Linked DNA regions of Mus musculus: region 2 is linked to region 1. The links are chromatin contacts, called in public Hi-C maps. All regions are on one chromosome and are shown on one strand. Each heading gives the region's core, a stretch centred on a gene start, on an enhancer-like site or on the middle of the called end of the contact. The rest is flanking DNA. Distances are from core to core; before and after follow the strand shown. Region 1 overlaps Mdfic (MyoD family inhibitor domain containing). Region 2 has its middle 260 kb from the start of Gm36406.

The links. A called contact is a pair of places that touch in the nucleus more often than the background predicts.
Region 2: a Hi-C map of muscle stem cells shows a contact between it and region 1, with 2.6 times the contacts expected there. The contact joins two enhancer-like sites. A contact is called at or near these places in 8 of 484 Hi-C or Micro-C datasets (the HL-1 cell line, Th1 cells, cerebral cortex and 5 more) and 1 of 115 datasets of contacts at active chromatin or transcription factors (heart atrium).

Annotation. Positions count from the first base shown.
Region 1 is chr6:15,792,487-15,798,547 of GRCm38.p6, forward strand. All of the region lies in intron 4 of Mdfic (MyoD family inhibitor domain containing), which reads left to right. Among named protein-coding and RNA genes, the nearest start is that of Mdfic, 75 kb to the left of the region's middle. Within about 2 kb of position 1,260, at least 138 of the 459 cell types and tissues checked have an H3K27ac peak or open chromatin away from gene starts, as enhancers often do. A contact at or near this core is called in muscle stem cells and neural progenitor cells, where this site is marked.
Region 2 is chr6:16,210,695-16,216,912 of GRCm38.p6, forward strand. No RefSeq gene overlaps it. Among named protein-coding and RNA genes, the nearest start is that of Gm36406, 260 kb to the right of the region's middle. Within about 2 kb of position 3,212, at least 21 of the 459 cell types and tissues checked have an H3K27ac peak or open chromatin away from gene starts, as enhancers often do. A contact at or near this core is called in muscle stem cells and neural progenitor cells, where this site is marked.

The DNA.
Region 1 (6,061 bases), core at 10-2,509:
GGGCTTGGGTATGGGGCAGGGAAGCTACTGAGGTGTCCCTTCGTGGGTGCAGGAGGTCAGGGTGTTTCTTTTTCTAATACTCTTCTGAATTTGTAAAGGAGAAAGATGATAATGAAGACGATTGTTCATTTCCCCAAAGTCAGCTCTGCATGGAAAATATAACTCTTCTCAAACTTTCTTTTGAAAAACCTCCTGACCTAGCTCTCTTTCCCCTCCATTAGGAAAATGTTGCCTCTGTTTTCTAGCCATGGCCCAGAGCCTTAGGGACCGCCATGTGCCAGAGGCTCTGTGTAGGCGGTGACCTCTGGGCCTGTTTCTCAGACAGGTGGTCAGTCAACGGCTGGGGGCCAGGAGTGCTGCACAGCCCCTGTCTTGAGTCAGGCATTTGCCTGCAGCTGAGCTACTGTGCAGAATTCATAAATATGCCTCACCCACGCACACTACATGCACTTGAAAAGCAGAACTCCTGGGGAGATACTTGTGTCAGGCCCTACCAGCTGGATTTTTGCAAAGGGTAGACACATTCAGTCATTGTAGCTTCGACTCCGAATAAGTCAAACGTACCTCTGGCCTGCTTTTCCATTCTCTATTAAGAAACAACAAAGGCAGGGATGAAGTTTCTGGGGTCAGTGATGTAATATCAGAAATGCACTCCCCTGTCAGGCCCTGCCCCAGTGCAGTGTACACCACCCCTCAGCAGAGAGATGTGTGAGTAACTCTGGGCACTCTTTACCCTGATGGTAAAACTGATCTCAAAGCAGTGTTCTCAAACACTAATGGTGTATCCCTCTGCAAGTTCTGACCCAGCATTGCTTCCCTGGGTTCGTCAAGTGCTAATGGATCTTTTTGCTTCTCACTCTCTCGTTTACATACTCGTTACCCAGAAAGGAAAATAGTGTTCAAGCACTTTAAGTCATAGGAAACATTACTCCAGATTAGTCAAGATAAGAGGCACACACATCATTCTTCACTCAAAAAATGGGTTGTGGGCAATTCTGAGAATTCTCTGCTCTCTGCCTGTTCTTGTATTCTACTTCCTGTATCGCATATCTTTGTTCCAAGAAATTAAGAGTACCTGTCGTACTGCATCTCATGAGGAAGAAATGAAAGGAAGAAAGAAAAAGACTTGTCTATCATAGACTTGAGTGTATCATTCAAATTGTCTCTTGATGGCACTTGATGAAGTCTTGGCTCGATCAAACTGCCTCGCTGATGTCGATATTTCCTAGTAAGTTTGGCAACATACTGGTCTGCGATACTTTCATTATAAACTGGCTGTTCTCCCGGACAAAACCTTCAGTTTCATTTTCAACAAAACAGAGTTCCTGAGATCAGTCACAGACAATTCCCCCAGTGGCTAAGGGGTTATTTCTCCTTTGGGTTGTTACTTTCAGCATGGGTTGGGGCTGCAAGCCCCTCAGATGGGCTGCAGCTCAGGCTTACCAGTGTCGACCTTGGCTTGGGACTGTGACAGCAATAATTCCTAAGAGAATGTTTTTCTTTGATTTGATGATGCTTTTAAAGTCAAACGTCCTGCTAATGATTTATTTTGATGTGTTCTTCTAAGCTCTTTCCTGCTGCCCTGTTCCTTTGTTTTTCCTAAAGTTACAGTAGCTGTTGGTCTTGAGCTGAGTCCTCCTCTCAGTACCCTGAATTGCGCAATTCTTGCTTGGCCCAGTTTAGGCTAGGCATCCTTCCCAGAACCCAGTTGGCTTCTTAAAGGTTAAACAGTTTTGGTAAAAACTACAAATCATGACTAAATAAAACCCATAAAAACTGAAAACCTCAAGGACCTAGGGAAAAGGAATTTTTTTCTTTGACAGTGAACCACATACAGGCAGAGAGCTCATCTTTTTTAAACTTTGTTTCTCTACTCTTCTTCCCAAATTTGGTTTGTTTATTTTAGATTTTTTGTTTAATTTTGTTTTGTTTTGTTTTATTTTGTTTTTTTTTTCTTTTCTTTTCTTGTCTTGTCTTTCCCTCCTTCTCTTCTCTTCTCTTCTCTTCTCTTCTCTTCTCTTCTCTTCTCTTCTCTTCTCTTCTCTTCTCTTCTCTTCTCTTCTCTTCTCCTCTCCTCTCCTCTCCTCTCCTCTCCTCTCCTCTCCTCTCCTCTCCTCTCCTCTCCTCTCCTCTCCTCTTCTCTTCTCTTCTATCTTCTCTTCTTTCTATAGATAGAGCTTCTCTGTACAGCCTAGCCTGGCTTCAAATTCAGGATGCTCCTTCCTTGGCATAATAATGCGTGCTATCTCACCTGATATTTTCTTCTTCTTTTGCTGTTGATTTTGTTTGTTGGTTTGGGCACTGTTCTCCTAAAGCCAAAGCTGCTCTGGAAATCCTGCCTCTAGCTCCTTAGTGTGGTCCTTGCTGGCATGCTCTACCATACAGACATGCAAAACTTACAATCCATTTTGGCTTCACATGTCTCCCCCACCTTAAAGTCGTTTGTGGTCTCTGACTCCTCTAGACAGCGGTAAGCATGGAATCTGTAACAAATCTTTGTGCTCAGTGTCTGTAACCTTTTCATTGTGCTGAGTCAGAATTCTGAAAACAAAACAACTCAGAAAAAGCCAAAAAAAAAAAAAAAAGAATTCTTTTGGCAGGTAAGAACACAATTGTATAATTGATGTGATAGAATGTAGGGGTCTATTCTTCTGCTTCTCTATGGAGAGTAAGTAGAGAATGAGCGGACTTGTGTAGATGTCTTCATAATCATTACAATTTTGGCTTGTGGCTTCTTTAGGTACTTGTTAATAGACTGTTTCTCTTCATTTGTATTTTAGAGGGATTCAAAGTTGTTTGGGGGTATTTTGGTTTAGGGTTTTGATTTTCGTAATTCCAGTAGTTCTCTAGTAAATCCTGTAGAACCATGTCTTTCAGATAATGATGAGCTTTCGTGAATTTTAATTTTCCTGTAAAGAGCATCGCATCGTCTTCTGAGAAGTCTGTCTTCATCACGTCTTCCCATTGGTCTTCTCTCATAAAGTCTTTGCTCCTGTGCATATATGTGGACACAGACTTCTACATTTTAGATTTGCGTATTCAATACCTTTAAGTGAGGCATTAACTCAGCATGTCCACTCTCTTATATCTGTTTCAGCAGTGAGACTGGCTGTTTATCGGTCCTCCAACACAGTGTAGCTTGAAGGTTCACCTGTACTGTCAACTCTTTAGTAAATCAGAAACACTGAAAGTTAACTAGTTTATTTTTCTGCCAAGTCTTAGTAATAGTTCCAATTCTTCTGTTTTTTCTTTGTTTTCTCATTTTGTCTGAGGCACTTCACTGCCTTGACCACATAATCCTGTACCTACCGCTACTCTGAGATTTGCCCTCAGCACTTCAAATGCTTGAAGTCTAAAGATTCCATCAGCTCTCCGTTCTGTTGCTTTCTTTTAGCTAAAATATGTTATACACAGAGTGGTCTATCTCATTTCACAATGGGCTTGTAGTTTGAATTATAAAACATGTATATTAACCAATGAGGAAAAAGTGCAAACGTGGGAACAGTGTGAATCCAGTGAAAATACAATTCACTGAAGAGAAAATTTGAACAGTTCACAGTAAGGAAAACAATCTGGATTAGCAAACACAAAAATACACCTCTGCCGTATGTGTGTGTGTGTATGGGAGAACTATGTCAAATTCAATGACTTGTCATGTGGTAAAGTGAGACAGTTTCAATGACTGATAGAGATGTGGACTCTCTTGCTTTGTTAGAATAAACATTGGAACAGTTGCTTTGGGGAGAAATTTTCAATTCCATTTCCCAATAATATTAAATATATGCAAAACTCTAACCCCAATATCCTACAGCTACTAATTTAGCAAGTGTCTTCTCGGGAACTTGCATGCAGTTTTCTCTAAAAGCAATGTATAGTCAAGCAGAACTCCAGGAGCAACCACAATGTTTAGAGATCTGTGAGGGTAAATCAGATCTGGTGTGTTCATCAACTAAGATGCTGCACAGCATGCAAACAAACCATAGGAGTCAAAATGGATAAACATCACACCCTCTGAGAAAGGTGTGCTGCTCACTGGACTTCAGGCGTGATGATTCCATTCTGAAGGAATGAGTGTTTACAAGTAGAGATTAAAATCCATTATTTTCCCCTCGGTCAATGAATTTCTTTTGTTTTATTTTGTCTTCTTTTTTTTTTAAAGAAAAAATTACTCCTTTAATTAGTAAATAACAAAATACAGTTTCCAGTTTAAAAGAGAAAAATTGATAACAATAATACCACAGAAAAACATCAATTGACTATTCTCTGTACTTCAAAGAACATTTCATTTCCTTTTTTTTTCAATTTTTTATTGGATATTTTCTTCATTTACATTTCAAATGCTATCCGGAAAGTCTCCTATACCCTCTCCATGCCCTGCTCCCCTACCCACCAACTCCCACTTCTTGGCCCTGGCGTTCCCCTATACTGGGGCATATAAACTTTTCAAGACCAAGGGGCCTCTCTTCCCAATGATGGCCAACTAGGCCATCTTCTGCTACATATGCAGCTAGAGACATGAGCTCTGGGGGTACTGGTTAGTTCATATTGTTGCTCCACTTATAGGGTTGCAGACCCCTTCAGCACCTTGGGTACTTTCTCTATTTTGCCTTCTATTTGAGAATAGGCCACACCTCGAAGCCATGTTGGCCTGGAACTCATTGCGACCCACCTACCTCAGTCTCCTAAATACTAAGATTATAGGCAACGACCCTGCCATATTTGGCCTAACTTTCTAGTTATAATGCTCAGTGGGACGAACATTGTTTCCTGCTTTCTATTTGATAGATTTATCACACACAAATAGTTCTTCCCGTGACATGTTTTATGACTCATATATAAGGTATCTCTATGTCCAAGCAGTATCCTAGTGTTTAGGAATGCTCAGGGAAATGAATAGTGTTTAGAAATTTTCTTTCTCATTCTTGGAATTTAAACATGCTACCTAGCATAGAAATTAGAAATTAAGTTCTCAGTGGAATGTTTTTGAAATTGGTCCACATGGGTAATTGTTTGAAGATTCATTAAATAGGGCTGAAATGCTGCCAATTAAATACTATGTTAATTTTGAAACAGTTTCTCACTATGTAGCACAGAGTGGCATTTAACTCATGATCCTCCCTCTGCTAAGTGGTGGGATTATAGGCATTCAGCATGACATGGGACCTTCAAAACAATTTTCTTAATGACAAAGTACTTCTTTATAACTTTTCACATGTTTCACAAATCACGACTGTAATCTCATCCTGAAAATCTCAAATGAACAAAGAAATATCAAACGGAAATTTCGATGAAGATGGACAAGAAGAATTGTCAGAGTAACCACCCCATGATGCTCTGTAAACCAGGAAACTTGTAAGGTCATGGGGCTTCACAGTCTTCAGACTCAGTCTTCAGACTCATAGTCATCAGACTCTCACAGTGAAAACACTGAAACCGACTCACAACCTTTCTTTAGATGTTTTTGTCACCAAAAGTAGAGAAGTTTTTCAAAATGTTTGGTTATCGCCAAAAGTGAACACCTTAGGAGATAATGGAGAGACCTAAGCTCTTCACCATGCCCATCTCCTTTTAGTTTCTGCATGAGCATTGTGTGTAGGAGTGGGTTTGGAACTTGAAAAAGGTCAGGGATGAGTTGCTAGTCTTTCGTGTCACAAACAGCTCTGTAGTTTATCTGCTGTGTGTTCTGACCCCTTCAGTGTGTGGAGAAGGCCTTTGTGTTTCAACCTTTATTTCAGCCACTCTCCAAGTTCTCCACTGCAGACAAACCGACAAGTTCCAGGAATGGGATGCCTAGTGTTAGGTTTGTGGACATGAAAGTTTGCTGCTTGCTTTTCCTCACCAAACACTTGGAACAGTGGTGATGGAGTAGTCCTGTCAGGTCACAGCTGCTTACAGAAAAACAACATGGTGGAGCAAGGGGTGCTTTTCTCTATTACAGCAGCCCAACCACACCAACAATCTTGATTTCTGAATAACTCCATTTATCCTTTGGTTTTCACATGATTTGCTTAAATTCTTTTGAAGTTTTGATGGTGTAGCTCAGAGGTAGAACACTTCTTGC
Region 2 (6,218 bases), core at 1,962-4,461, 420 kb after region 1:
ACTTTGCCCCTTCTTAGAATTGGGAACAATACACCCATGGAAGGAGTTACAGAGACAAAGTTTGGAGCTGAGACAAAAGGATGGACCATCTATAGATTGCCATATCCAGGGATCCATCCCATGATCAGCCTCCAAATGCTGAAACCATTGCATACACTAGCAAGATTTTGCTGAAAGGACCCTGATATAGCTGTCTCTTGTGAGACTATGCCGGGGCCTAGCAAACACATAAATGGATGCTCATAGTCAGCTATTGGATGGATCACAGGACCCCCAATGTAGGAGCTAGAGAAAGTACCCAAGGAACTAAAGGGATCTGCAACCCTATAGGTGGAACAACATTATGAACTATCCAGTACCCCGGAGCTCTTGACTCTAGCTGCATATGTATCAAAAGATGGCCTAGTCGGCCATCACTGCAAAGAGAGGCCCATTGGACACACAAACTGTATATGCCCCAGTACAGGGGAATGCCAGGGCCAAAAAAAAAGGGAATGAGTGGGTAGGGAAGTGGGTGGGGAGGGTATGGGGGACTTTTGGGATAGCATTGGAAATGTAATTGAGGAAACTATGTAATAAAAAAATAAATAAATAAAAAATGCAGACCAAAAAAAAAAAAAGAAGGGCTTTTGCCTTGTCTTACTGTATTTTGTTTGCTTCTGTTTGACTATTGCCTCTTGGAGGCCTGTTCATTCCTGAAGAGTGACGGAAGGGCAATTGATTTAGAGGAGAGGGTAAGTGTGGGGAACTTGGAAGAGTGGACAGAAGAGAAACTGTGGTCAGAATGTACTGTATGAGAGAAGAATCTATTTATTTTTTTTTAAAGTGAATTTTAAAAATTCTGCTTGTGAAATAAAAATAATTAAAAGACAAAAAAGAAAAAAGAAAAAGAAAAGACACAGGGAAAGAGTTTCCCAATAGCTCCTCAAAGGAAACTAACTGTGATTAAACTGTGATCCTAGAATTCCAGTTTTTACAAATGGGAGAATATGTTTCTCATGCTTAAACCACACAGTCCTAGAACACTCTGGTGACTGGAAGTCCTAAATTGTTATGGATGGAGAAGCATCAAGCCTTACCCCCCCACACACACACACAAAAAAAAGAATTTGGAAATCAATTTCCTGCTAACCTGTTTGAACTATATCCTAACATATAGTGAGGCTCCACCCTGTCATAAGAAGTAGCTTTGGAGAATAAGCTTAGGCTTCCAGTTGAAGCTGTACCAAAAACGGTCCAGGGCCACTTGGCTTGCCACCCATCTCAGGGCAATCACACATAGCAGGATCTGAGCAGCTGTTGGATTTGAGGTGAAGTTAGATGTTTGTAAAACATAGTATTTGGTGAAATTTATAACAAAAGTCTTCAAACTTGGCCAGTTTGATAGCAGACAGCATGTTCCCGGAAGCTTACACCTAAGTATTGTTTTGGTTTGTTTGTTTGTTTGTTTTGTGTTTCTCCAACATATCTGTGAGCCCTTGCTAATCACTCAGTTAGCATCTGTGGCACATTGGTCAGACTCTGTAGCCTGTACTTGCAGATCTCTGACTAAAATCAAGTCAGCCTGGTCCAAAAATGCCTCTGAAAATTCTCTGTGGCTTAGGAGGGGAAGAGAAAGCAGATGATTGGGGTGATTTACATAAATTCAATATGTTAATGAGTCATTCTTATCTAGTTAGTATAAAAGACTAAGAAAATCCACCTGACAAAATAGCCTAGCAACAATTTTTGCTTTTTTTTTATGAAATAAAATAATTCTAACCCAATAGCAGATAACTTTAGGAAGAAAATATGCTCAATTGCACTAAAATTACAATAGCATGGTATTCCATTAAATTCTGTCTTTCCATTTGACCTTTAAACACAGATATTTTGTATAATAATAATGCTCATATCTTATTTTCTATGATTGCCAGTCAGGGTTTCAGAAGAAAATAGACAACACACCAAAATTAGGAAAGTTAAAAATTATCATTCACTAGGAGATCTAAGTGCAGGAGATCTGCTATACTGTATGGTGACTAAAACTAAGGATAATATTAGTCTTGAAAAGTGCTAAGACAATAGATGTAAAGTATTTTATCACAGAACTGTTGCTATGTGAGATAATGCATGTTTAATTAGCTGTTCAACGGTGTTTAGCTACTTCAAAACATCATGTTGTGCTTGAAAAATGTAGAAAAAAATGTAGACTTTATTGTTTACTCATTTTAATCATAAGCAAATTTGGAAAGGACAACACCTTAGAAAAGGATGATTTCTAAAAACATAGGTAGTAACTAAGGAAACCCAGAAGGTAGTATAGATGCCTAGAAAAAGGTCCTAGTCCAGTCCTGGGGCTGAAGGAGCAAAGGCCAATCCAGACATGAAAAGTGCTCTATACAGAGTGTGAGTGGCAGAAATCCCCATTGTCAGCTGAAGAGCTGGTTCAGGCTTCCGTGATCTTGCAAAGAGAAAATGTAGAGGGGCACCCAAGCCCCGCTCCCCCTTTCATTGTGTGATGCCAGTGTTTCCCGTTGTTAGGAGCAAAGGAATGCACCCTTGTTAATGAAGGCTGTGCTGGCCGGGCACACAGCAGAGCGGATGTGCACCTGTTTGTACTATATTTCATCAACTTGGCATGTTTGTCCTTGCCTAATTACTCTCCTATTACAGAGAATGCTCCTGTTAAAAATAAATGAGCAGCAGTTTTATCAACATGTTGCTTTACTAGTCTTTTTTTTTAATCTGAATAATTCATAAGGTAGAGCCCAACAAGTATATGATTGCTCTGGGGAAAAGAATAGTTTCATCGGAGAAACATCTGTTTTCCCAATTTTGTTTCTATGCCATTTTTACAGTGCTTCAGGTGTGATTTATCAAAAACTATACAAAAGTGTATATGCCGACTTGCTTTTAGTTTTCTTAGAATATATTTGCCTCAAAAGCATCATTACAATAAGTAGTAGAGAGTACAGCTGTATCTTTTAGAGATGAAGAAACCAAAGCTAGGTAACGTTACTGACTTGGGTGATGTCATGTGAAGAGTTGAAACAGAATCAAAGGTAGCGTAGCTGATGTTGTTTAGGCTACAGGCTATGCTGCTGTAAAAGTTCCTCCCTGTGATGGATCCCTCCTCATTCAAAATTCACTTCACATCCCCCACACTGCAGACAGATGAAGCAGGAGCAGGGAGGAGCAAGAAACTTCTGTTTCCCAGCTGCAACCACAAGTTTCACATATGGAATCCACTCCTATCCAAATAGCTCATCTGAATCATACGCTCTCGTGAGGATGGCTAGGAGTGTTCTACCAGAACACTGCAGTTCTACAAGAATTATCAGTTCCATCAAAGGCAGTGCGATGGAATGAATGTTGAGGGCAATCAAGTCCCTTTCATGGCACCTCCCTCTGCTCACTCAACTAGCAATAAACATAAAACTCTATCACCTTCACTGAGGGGAAATGTGGTCGCTTGTGTTGTACGATGCATGTGCTAGAGGAAGCACAGGACTCTCCAGTACAGGCAGTGACTCTGTGAGCACCTACAGTTCTAGGACTTAAAAATAAAGCACATGATATACGATGATGAGTCGAAGTAATACAATTGCAACCTAAACTCGGGGGGCGGGAGGAAGAAGCCACTATATGCCCCTGATTATAAATCCCTAAGACATTAAGTAAACTTCCTGTGTGAGCCCACCTGTTGGCTATGGTCCTGGAAATAATTCCTCTATCCATTATTTTCAGAAGTCTCGCTTTTGGCCTTTTCCAAAATTTTCTCTGCGACCACACCAATGCCATGGCTGATGAATAGCCCTGACACAGCCTTATATTGCTTGAATAAAATCTATGAAGATAGGTTGTTTTAGAGGTTCAGCCACAGCATACAGGAGTAAGCCATGCTAGAGGCAAGTAATGCTTTCTTTCGGGAATTTGTTTGCTCTCCGTTCCATTGAATTCTATAGTCGGAAAGTGCACTGGGGAGAGATTGTGACTTAACCTCTTGCCACGATTTGGGCCTGATAATAGCCTTAATGCTGTCTCAGTTTCTCTGAAAGCAGCAAAATTTGATTTGGCTTGTGGATAAAGTTCAGAAATTGTTATATCTAGATGGGGAGAAAGGATTGTAGAGAGAAATGAGAAGTCTCTGCAGCCATCTCTTTACTGAATGCCTTAAGAACGACCCCCTGGGGGGTTTTACATTATTTTTCTGTTTTACATTTGTGTATTTATTGTGAGTGTGTGCAAGAGTAGCTTTGCACATGGAAGGTGGGGACAATTTGCAGGCATATGCTCTCTCTTTCCACTACATGGATTCTCTAGAGATCAGCAAACCTGGGCTGTTAGGTTAAAAGTAAGTACCTTCACCCACTGAGCTCAGGCGCAATCTTGATGTTTGAGAACTATAAAGAAGAGAAAACTGAGAGCCAAAGTTGAAAAGGGGAGCAGCCTTCTGGAGGGTAGGGGCAGCAGAGTGTGAGCAGATATTTACTTCTAAATTTTCCCTTCGGCCAAAATAGCTGTGAACCAAGTTGCTGAATTATAGATCTGGACGAAATTTCAGACACAGTCTTGCTTTTAATTTAGAGTGCATTGAAAGCACCCAGGGACATGTTTGCTCCATTTAGCCTTTTCTGTCTCTGAATGGGGAATCTCATGCTTCTTCCAAGCAATATTTGTTATCATTTAACTCTGACACGGGGTCATGTGATCCCCCAGTCTTGTCTCTACCCTCCCGACTCTCCACAGCATAGCAGGTTGGAAGTAAGAGCATCAGACAGAGCTGGACTGTCTCTCGTCAATGCCAAGAAACTCTCACTCCGACTTGACCCAAACTTCATAATCCTTGAGAAATATCCAGTCCTCCTACAGCTCGTGATCGTATTCGAATGGCTTGGATTCGAACATTTTATTCTTCTGGTAGAATAGTTAGAAATACAAAACACTTTCAAAATATGTCAAGTCTTGATGAGCAACAGTTAATAGGTCCTTCTGTTTTGTTTTTCCCTTGACTCAGAAATAACTCAGAGTAGAATGGATATTGTACCCTTAAATAAGAAAGTCTCAGTAGGAAGCTACTTAAGCAAATAAACTGTGTCAGCTGTGATTGAAGTCACACAAGCCTACGTTATGTTGCAGTTTGTAAAAGTGTCCTATAATAGTACTCATGAAGTGCCGAAAAAGGAAAACTGATAGACTACTTCGGAGGGAAAACCCTCTCTCTTCACAAGGGAGTTTTGAATGAAGACACTGGGATTTCCCTCTGAAGTAGTCTATCAGTTTTCCTTTATCGGCAGTTCAGGAGTACTATTATAGTTTTGTATAAGATGTAAAATCGTTCTTGAAAAACGAAAAAAAAAAAGAAGCTGTAAAACTGTTATATAAAGTAATTGTGATGTTCAATAAAGCACTTAAAAAATATCTTCAAATTTACCCCAGTGCCTCAACTGTGTTTGTGTTCTTTCAGCTGTTGCAGGATGGTAGCAATAAGTGGGTTAGTCTCTGATTATAGGGATGGCATGTTTTTATAGAAAAGGAAACAAAGTTTCAACGCATAGAAGCACAATAAAACATTTCCACTCTAAAATAATCCTCACATGACACATCTAAATAGTTCTTTGCCAATTCTATAAATGAAAAGAAGAAAAAGGCCTTCTAATAATACCGCCTGATCATTTCTCTTCTCTATATAGCACTTTTAAATTGAGACAAAATTATTAAAAATAATTACTTGGAAACACAGGGCACTACCAAAGTTGTGCAAAATCCTGAAGTAACTTCTTTATGAGCTGTATTGAGGGGAAGCTGGGTTTGTGGTTTTCTTTGCTTTTGTTTTTCATGAGGCACTTTGCATCCTGCAGCTAAGCAGTGGAGAATCACACTTGCAACTTTTCCAGGTAGCAGGAGGAGAAGTCCAAGGTGGAATATTTAAAAGAAATTTATTTCTTTTAAATATTTAAAAGAATATTGAAAAATAATCCTTGAAGCAGCATTATCATGAAAGGTTCAGACTCCTAACATCTAAATATGAAATCACTAAATTTATGGCTGTCTATAAACTATATAAAAGGACAGAAGAAAAAGCAGGTAAATAATTAAGGGAGATTCGTCTCTTTTAAAAAATAAAGTGAGCTTTGAGTTTGTTGACATGGTTCAGTGGCACTTGCCACTTGCCCCTAAGCCCAATGACATGTCTTTCTTCCCCAGAACACACACAGTGGGAGGAGAGAACCAGC